Linked DNA regions of Mus musculus: regions 2 and 3 are each linked to region 1. Evidence: chromatin contacts called from public HiChIP or PLAC-seq data. All regions are on one chromosome and are shown on one strand. The core of a region is the stretch at or near the end of the contact, and the rest is flanking DNA. Distances in the headings are between cores, read along the strand shown.

Region 1 (2,901 bases), core at 262-2,761:
AGAAAATGTATGGATTGTAAACACAATTGTTCAGCCTTGATTTCAGCAGATGTTCTAACCCTATGCTAACCCTAATGTCCATGTGACCCAGGGGTGAGCATCTGGGTGGACTGGATGTGCCCTCCCAGGTCTACAGAATCAATGATGCTATACGACAGAGCACTGTATAGAACAATTCCTTCCATGTTCCATGTCGCCGCCAGAGACATTTTCATGGACAAACCCGCGCTGACGACTCATTGGTCCAGGAGTGGCACCAGAAGACTGCAGTGCCAAACCAGAGTCCCCAGGTCAAGAAATTTGCGTCTCAAGTGATCACTATGCAATGTCACTTAGAGTAGGTGCTTTTGAGAGAACCAGGCCACTCGTGTGCTGCACGCTGGAACCACGGATGTGGGTTACCTAGGCTTTATCTAGATGGCAGCTGTCACACCGGTTATTCTGGTAGGATGGCCTGCTGTGTTTGTTGGCTCTAGCCTAGGTGGGGAATCATGGACTTACTCTAGGACATATGGTCACGGTTCTCAATCTCCCTCCACAGCCTCCGAACTTTTGCTAACTCATCCATGTGCTCTCGCCCAGAAGAAAGGGAAACCAAGCTTACTTAATCGCTGACCTCCATCCACATTCAATTTGAGACAATGGATTTGAGCCTGGAAGTCTGTGTCTTAGGTGCCTTCAGCAGTAGAGACGGGCACATTCCGATGGCTGAGGCTTCCAAGAGAGCTGTTTGAGGATGAATGGGGTGTCGCTGGAGCAGGTGTTATATATTAAGTGATCCTGTCCTCCTTCTATTTGAATATGAGCCTCATCCCATGCTACCTGCTGGTAGGTAATAAATCTCAGGGCCTGACACTTCTGGAGGTCTGGGCAAATGAAGCTCCCGCAAGATAAAGTGCATTTCAGGCAAAGAGATGAACCGGTGTCAGAACAAAAACTTTATCAATGCATATATCAGAGAAAAGAAAGCTGTCCTCGAAAAATGGCTTCAGGAGGGCTTTACAGTTAGAGTCATTTCCAAAAGGCCCCTCTTCATTTTCTGCCTCTTTTACAGCACACATACTAGATTGATCAGCCTAGGCACACACCTGCATCAAAGCAGACTGGCCTTTTCTATTATGTATTTTTTAAAAACACAAGAGATTCAACCAAGAAGGGAAAATAATCAAAATATGATGTTTCATAGTGCCCAAACCTTGTGTTTTGTAGCCACTTTATAAAGGTGTATAAGCACACATTCCACACTTCTAAAGTCTGCTATGATTCAGGGAGACTAGCTCAGGTTAGTAAAGAAGAAATTACTGGTTTTAATATTCATCTGGCAGCACAAATTTTTATGAGGCCATAGGAATGCAAAATAAACTCATAATGAGAAAAATAATTATAGGCTTCTTCATCTAAGAGCCTTATAAAAATGGTTATATCCCAAATGAAGGCTCAGGAACTCTGAGTCACCCTTCAGGGCTGTTTACATAGCATTCCGCCCGAGTGTGCTGCCATGTGCTGTCTCCGTCAGGGCCTGTTTGCTAATGGAATTCCACGGGCGCCTGCGTCTTTCAGGATCAATACATCCCTACAAAACTGCCGCTGAGCACCTGTTTGGGGGCAAGCCCTTGTCTAAGGTTTCAGTACCTGGGAAGGAAAAGAGCAAAGGAAACAGGCACCCAGCACAAAGCATGTTCTATAACCCGGACGCCTGTCGGTTGGTCTAGTTAGAGGCGGCAACAGAAAGACTAAGGCTTTGATTGTATGTGAAGTTCCAATTCAAAAGGGAGAAGAGAAGAGGACTCTGGGAAGGTGCATCCTGATGACGAAAAGGTGTGGCTAAGCACCTGCAATGCCGGGAAGCCTTTGTGGGCCTCAGCTCTCTCCTCCAGCTCACAGTCCTTCTGGGAAGGCTGGGTGAACATGGCTGCTCCGTCAACCGTCGCTGAGAGGAGAGGGAATGGATGGCTCCATCTTGATGCTCTCTACATAGGGTAAGGTAGACTCCAAGCCACCCGTCCGAGGCATGTGAAATTATGAAATGGGTGAAGGAATTGGAGTGACAGGGCAGCCATGCAAGGCCTGGACCTTCAAAAAGGCAACCCTACACTTGTAAATGTCGGGGACTACTGGGATACTCTGGCACCCCATCCTATCCATTCGGAATTAGCACATCAACAGTCATAGCCTTTACTATTATTGGGGGATATAATCTGTAACTCTAAAGAAACCGCAACTAATAAACCATATCTGAATGATGTTTCGTAACATTAACAGATGCTTAAGGCAACAATAAATCTAACGCACAAAAAGGAGGAAAATTGGTTTCTCAGTGTTGATGTAGTTCTGAATTTTAAATTCTAGTAGTGGAAAAAAAACTGAATGAAAACCACCACAAGGCAACAGAAAGACAACATCAAAGAGGGTTAATTAGCATAACGAAGCATTGTGACTTAAACAATGAATGGGACCTGAAGCAAGGAGGCGCCACAGATATTAGCGATGTTAACACCAAAAAGAAAGGAGAGAGAAGTCAGCTTCCTCTACAGTTGGTTGAGTGTGGGCAGAGGTGGGGCGGGCAAACACTCAGAGATCAAAGAAGACAGGCTAGAGAACTGTGCCCCCTGTAGGAGTCCAGTAAAGATGGAGGTCTCAGTATGTGCTCTTGACTCATGGCACCTGCAAAGCCACAGTGACAAGGAGACAGGCAATGAAGGGGAAGCTTGCTTGCTCCTGCACAAGATGGGAGTCTCCCCACACCATGCCCCCATGAGCCTGAACGGAACGTCTCGTCACAAGAGTCTCATGCTGGTTGGTGTTTAAGAAACCAATAAAAGGCTGTAGGGATGTAGTGTGCAACTCAGGCATGGGAACATGAGTTGGAATTCCCAGCATCCATGTGAGAAAAGGCAAGGG
Region 2 (2,901 bases), core at 153-2,652, 370 kb after region 1:
GCATATCCATTATATGGAGGACAAAAGAATCCGGTCCTGGAACAACAAAGCCAAGGGAAATGTTTTCCGTGGCTGACATTTAATTGTGAGCACACGGTGCTGCATTATCATGGGGAGAGACTGGAGTAGGGGCATAGGCTGGCTTCAAAAGCCTGGGTTCTTTGCTTTAGCGTGTCCCATTTTGTATGGCCTCAGAGAGCCTCACTCAGATTGTGTGTTACACACAATTCCATAATTCTATAGTTTTTCAACCCACCGCAGGGATTCCTTGTGGATCATTTCATAGCTCCTCCAGAGTCTGCTCTTTTGCAGCTTGCAGAAACAGTCAGCTTTTCTTCACAGCCTTCATATGGATCCTTAATAAAATAATCTAATCCAACACACACACACACACACCGCTATCCTACCAGAGCTGTTGGAGACATTGGAGAACTTAGTCCCAGCCTGTCATTTGACAGATGAGAGAGGTGAAATGCTTATCCAAAGCCACACAACTAATTAGAGATAAAGGCAGGACAAGATCTGCTTTGCCCATCCTGGTCTTTGTGACCTGCCTCTTGCCGTTTTGATGCCCAGCAACCTCTGGCCTGACCAGTTCACAGCCATGGTCTCTTCCTTTCTGGCAGCCATTGAGCTTCCTTGCAGGAAGATGGGTGAAAACTGAGGGGGTGGGACGGACAGGCTTCCTAGCTCAGTGGCAATTCCTTCATTTATTTCTCCTTTATACAATGAAGGGGGCAGTATCTTTATTGGTTATTTTTTGTTATGATAATATGCAAAACTGACTGTAGCTCTCCATAACTCTCCAGAAACCATTTCTCTTGTGATACAGGGTTTGAACTCCTGTGATATAAGAACAAGGAATGTCTTCCATCTTTGGGACTATGTTTGGCAGTCTTCTGATAAAGGGGGCAAGTGGCTCCCCCCCAAAAAAACTTCAGTAATTCAAATTTCTTTGCAAGACCCTGTGATATTATTATTATTTTTATTATTAATTATAGGGGAGATGCAGACCACTGATCATGTGCTAAGAAATAGACACATTTTTTTCTTGTACCAACTTGCAAGAACATCCCACCACAGCTACAGTTGCCTTTAAAGTCCTCCAGTGTCACACTAAAACAGTTTCAAATAAGCCAGGCACAAAAGCAGCCGGCATGCCTTACACATCGTTCAGCCTGTTTAAAGCAAACAGACCCACCCCACGGTCCACAGACAACTAGTCAACAAGCAGGCGAAATTTCCAAACAAAAGACCAGAACATTCCGGAGCTCTCTTTAAACTGTCTTCTAAGAGCTGGAGAAGGAAACACTGGGTGGGCAGGCCGTGCCCGAACCTTTCGGCTGGGCTTCCGCACTTGTAGAACATTGGTTTATGCAGGGACCATGTGACACGGTAACAGAGAGCTCAGATCTCTAAATCTCGTTTTCCTTTGTGTCATCCTCCCTCCACCCCCTCCTGGATGGTGAGTCACCCGTCTCTGCAAAAAAGATCCACAGTTCAGTGATGTCCTAGGTGACAGCCGCATGCTCTGCCTTGGAGATTCCGCGCACATCGAGTGTGATCGACCGAGATAACAGAGGTTGGAAAAATCTGTGAAAGGGTTGAGCTGTTCCTCAGATGTGGGACATTATTTCCACAGGTTCGACAGTCTGAAGCATGAATATTACTCACTGAAACACTGCCATAAGAATTAGGAAAAGAAATCAGGACCGATTTTTTCAGGTAGGTGTATAAGGGTCCACATCGGGGATGAGGGGAAAGCCAATCACAGAGCTCATCCTAGGGAATGCGTTCCCCTCATGTTGCAGTCTGGTAAATGCTAGAATCTTGGTGACTCATTGCTTCCCCGATGTCCTTATTTGGTAGCATGCAAATAAGGAAAAAAAAAAAAAAAACACGATCGTTTCAGATTTAGATTTCCTCAAATCGTGGTGTGAGCAGCTATTTTTACTTTTGCTTCAATCACCATTCTCAGTAGTAGAAAGTTTATTTAGAGTTGTAAAAAGCTGCTTTTTTTTTTTCATTTGCAGGCTAAATTTAAATATGGAATTCAGCAACCGAAGAACTCTCTTGGTCAGATCCAGCAGTCATGACCAGGAAGTCCAGTTCTGCTGGTATCCGGCTGTCTTCCCTAGGCAGTTCTGATTCCTGGTACTTTACAAGTGCGAGCTTGGAGTCTGTCTCCATAGCGCCTCCACCTGGTGTGCTTTACCTTGCCCACAGATGCACTAGACCCAATTCTTTCACTTCTGTGTGGACTACCTGCAGGTCCAGGGACATGATACTTATTTTGCTGAAAGCAAAGACTAACTGAGGTAGCTCTCTACATCACATCCTGCATCTCCACATCCTTGGCTGATGCCAGATAAGGACGGTACCTACCCTTAGTGTCCCCAGTAGTTGTCACATCCATCCAGGACCAATACTCATGCTTCCACATAGCTCAGAGCTGGTGTTTTCCTACTTCCCAATGGCAACTGTGTGGCTGACACCTGCACAGTGGGCTCACTTGGCACCTTGGGTTGGGATACCTTCCTGTGAATTGGCTTTCAGAAGCTCGTGTGGATGACAACTCTTCAGGGACAATCAGTCTAGACTGTATTTTTCAGCCCCACCGTATTCTAATCTTGTCTCTTCCTGTTTGATAAAGCCAACTGTGGCTCCTGGGGCAGAGACTGGAGGTGCTAACTTCCTGTCTGCGACAGGCCAATGAGCCCCAGCTGTTTCTCCTTAGACCATCTTGACTGCCCCCTCGGATTCCCGACTTTGTAGTGGAGCAGATGACTCACCATGACGTCAGACCCCACTGAAAGGTGGACGGGAGGTCTGCTTCTAACCCCGCCCCGAAAGCAATCGCCAGAGTCAGGCAATCAAGCAGTTGCGGGCAGCTGCGGCACC
Region 3 (2,901 bases), core at 213-2,712, 310 kb after region 1:
GGCCATGGAGGGCTCACCAGTTCAGCTGACAGCAGATGCAAACTAAGCATGTTTTCCGGCTTTAATCAATAGCCAGGGACGAGTCCTCAGCATGCAGGACATCTCCTCACAGGAGGAGGAGGGGCTTGGGAGGGGTCAAAACTGTCTCTAAAAGCCAAGTACTTACTTTGTCATTTGCAGAAGATGTTTACTAAATTGTCACTGAGACAGTAACAGAGGTGACACGTTGTCCTGAGGACATGGGGTGCTGGCCTTGGCTTTCCCAATCAGGGTCTGATAAAAAACAAACCCACAGATAAGGGTTGGAGAGACGGTGTGAGGGGTGCTGAGGGGATCCAGACCCAAATGGGTGGGGAGGCATCACCATCCGTGCAGGGGAAGGGTCTGTGCCACTGAAGGATTGGGCTGCTATCCTCTGACCAGACCCTAAATAAGAACGTGTCACTGGCCTGGAGACAGTACAGTCACAGAGTGATCGCTTAGGCCCTGGGTTCTATTCCCAGTACTAGGGGGAAAAAAAAACAAAGAAGAAAAGCCTATTCTAGGTGTGCCGGATAGTGTCCGACCAACTCACCTCCCACCCCACAACCTGCCACCCAATGTTTGTAAAACCCAACTATAGCTTTCCCTTGAGATTAAAACAATCTAGGAGGGCAGCAGATCAGTGTAAAGTGCTTATTATGCAAGCATGCGGGCCTGCGTCCAGACGGCCAGCACCCACACAGAACCAGGCCACAGCAGCATGGGTCTGTAATCTCAGCCCTAGGGAGGCAGAGAGGAGATGATTCCTGGAGCTCACTGGCAGTGAGCTAGTTCAGTGAGAGATTCTGTCTCAAAAAAAAAAAAGATGAAGAAATGATTAAGGAAGACAGCCAACGTTGACGACTGGCCTCTACACATGCACACATTCATACCTACACAGAGGAACAGTCACACCTACACACATGAACACAAACACGTATGCATACCTATAGACACGAGCACACACACATTCGTACCTACACAAATGAACACACATGCATTCATACCTACACACATGAACACAGACACGCATGCATACGTATAGACACAAGCACACACACATTCGTACCTACACATATGAACACAGACATGCATGCATATGTATAGACACAAGCACACACACATTCGTACCTACACACATGAACACACATGCATTCGTACCTACACACATGAACACACATACATACACACAGCATGACAATGTTTGATTATTTGTTAAACTCAAGAAGAAATAGACCTCTCTGAGCCATCTTTCGCCATGGGGTCACTGTTATCTACACAATGACAGTGAAGTATTTTGGGGAGGGTAAAGGCAGGCACCCGCATGTGGACTCTGAGTTTGTCACCTCCGCAGGGCTGCCTCCTCCGGCTCTCTGTGCAGCAGATCACAGAGCTGCCGCCGTGCCTCCGACATGTGAAGTCCCACCGCGAAGCCTGCCTGGCAGGCTGTGAATGAGTCATGTGCACTCGCTCCTCAGTCTTGGCAGCATCTAGCTCTCTCTGAGCGAGACCCAGCAGAGGAGGAAAAGGTGTTTTGCAAACACTCGCTTATGTTGAAACACGGTTTATCCTTGCTGATCTATCTGCAGAACAATGAACAGGCCAGCGAGTCACGGAGGGTATCTGAGAGATAGCGACAGATTTATTCCACACACCCACTCTTGAGCAAAGCAAAAAGCCTAGTCTGGGCCACAATGGGAGGACAAAGCAGAGCAGCTATGAGGTTGAAAGACCGGGGCTGTGTACAGCACTCAGTTTACCTACTAAGCAGCCGTGAGACCGTGAGCAACACACACACTGTGTACAGTTCAGTACAAGAGCTTCCTACCCATCCTAACTGTGCTGAGTATTAAAGCTGGTGTCTATGAAGCTCCTAGCTCCATGCCAAACATCTCCATATGTAATTGCTACTTGCTGTCTCCCCAACCTCATTTTGGGTTTTGATCCTCGCAGACTTTAGAGACAATGTCAGAGGCTTAGAGACAGGGCAGAATGGTTGTGAGAGCTCCTGAGGGAAGTGGGCATCTAGACAGCAAAAAGAGGGAGGCCAGTGGGATGCACCCTAAGTTAGCGACCAGCATGGGCGATGGTGCTCACGCCTGAAGTGAAGGGAGGTGATGGAGAGCCGAAGGGTGGGTAGTCCCATCTAAGGGAGGTATGTGATTCCTGAGGATCATCAAAGGTCACCACAGGAGGAGATGAACTGCCAGGAACTTTAATCTGTAATGTGACTTTGCCTTCTACTGTTGTAGACTGGCAGATCTCTCAAATCTCCGTGCAGTCTGACATGTCCCCCAAACCCACGCAGGGTGATGGCAGGCACGCTGAAGAAAATGGAGATATTGGAACCTAGTGGTTTCCATGAAGGGACAGCCCTTCTGGAAGTATGATAAGACAGCAGGAAGTTCAAAGGCAAAAGTGGTGATGCCAAGATGTCTGCAGATTACAAGAGAAATCAGCACTTGGATCTCCTCGGGGTGGTGCTTGATGCGTGGGGCCTCTTCTGCCCAGTCCTGCATCTGTCCTGTGTGTACAGAGAGTGTCTGCAAAGGCCCTGTTAGACTCACGTTAAACCTGAAGAGTCTAAGCTCGACCCCAGTTTATGTGTGGAAATGCAAAACCTGTAGACTGCACTATATGAGGGGCCAGAGTACAATGTTGGTGTGGACCCAACATGGACGCTCCAGGAAGAAGGGCGGTATTCAGAACTACTTCTCCAGCCAGGCTGAGAGGTACAGACGTTTAACCTCAACACCCAAGAAGTGAAGGAGGAGGGTCACAAGTCAGAGGCCAGCCTGGGTTACATTCATTATGTGCCTCTGCTTTGAAAAGAAAATGGTTCCTCTCTTGAGATAGCTTCAGGGAATAACTCAATTGAAG

The links. HiChIP or PLAC-seq counts read pairs in DNA pulled down with a chosen protein or histone mark.
Region 2: a contact with region 1 is called in an HNF4G HiChIP or PLAC-seq map of pancreatic cancer cells. The contact joins two enhancer-like sites. A contact is called at or near these places in 2 of 15 datasets of contacts at CTCF or cohesin (the NIH/3T3 cell line and large pre-B cells), 4 of 484 Hi-C or Micro-C datasets (the HL-1 cell line, bone marrow-derived macrophages, liver and 1 more), 17 of 115 datasets of contacts at active chromatin or transcription factors (astrocytes, bone marrow-derived macrophages, cardiomyocytes and 14 more) and 1 of 9 other capture datasets (embryonic stem cells).
Region 3: a FOXA1 HiChIP or PLAC-seq map of pancreatic cancer cells shows a contact between it and region 1. The contact joins two enhancer-like sites. A contact is called at or near these places in 3 of 484 Hi-C or Micro-C datasets (DN2 thymocytes, bone marrow-derived macrophages and nephron progenitors) and 1 of 115 datasets of contacts at active chromatin or transcription factors (pancreatic cancer cells).

The regions. Positions count from the first base shown.
Region 1 is chr3:51,824,215-51,827,115 of GRCm38.p6, forward strand. All of the region lies in intron 2 of Maml3 (mastermind like transcriptional coactivator 3), which reads right to left. Among named protein-coding and RNA genes, the nearest start is that of Gm46803, 120 kb to the left of the region's middle. Within about 2 kb of position 1,512, at least 14 of the 459 cell types and tissues checked have an H3K27ac peak or open chromatin away from gene starts, as enhancers often do. A contact at or near this core is called in pancreatic cancer cells, where this site is marked.
Region 2 is chr3:52,196,754-52,199,654 of GRCm38.p6, forward strand. No RefSeq gene overlaps it. Among named protein-coding and RNA genes, the nearest start is that of Gm30074, 18 kb to the left of the region's middle. Within about 2 kb of position 1,403, at least 216 of the 459 cell types and tissues checked have an H3K27ac peak or open chromatin away from gene starts, as enhancers often do. A contact at or near this core is called in pancreatic cancer cells, where this site is marked.
Region 3 is chr3:52,138,894-52,141,794 of GRCm38.p6, forward strand. No RefSeq gene overlaps it. Among named protein-coding and RNA genes, the nearest start is that of Maml3, 35 kb to the left of the region's middle. Within about 2 kb of position 1,463, at least 64 of the 459 cell types and tissues checked have an H3K27ac peak or open chromatin away from gene starts, as enhancers often do. A contact at or near this core is called in pancreatic cancer cells, where this site is marked.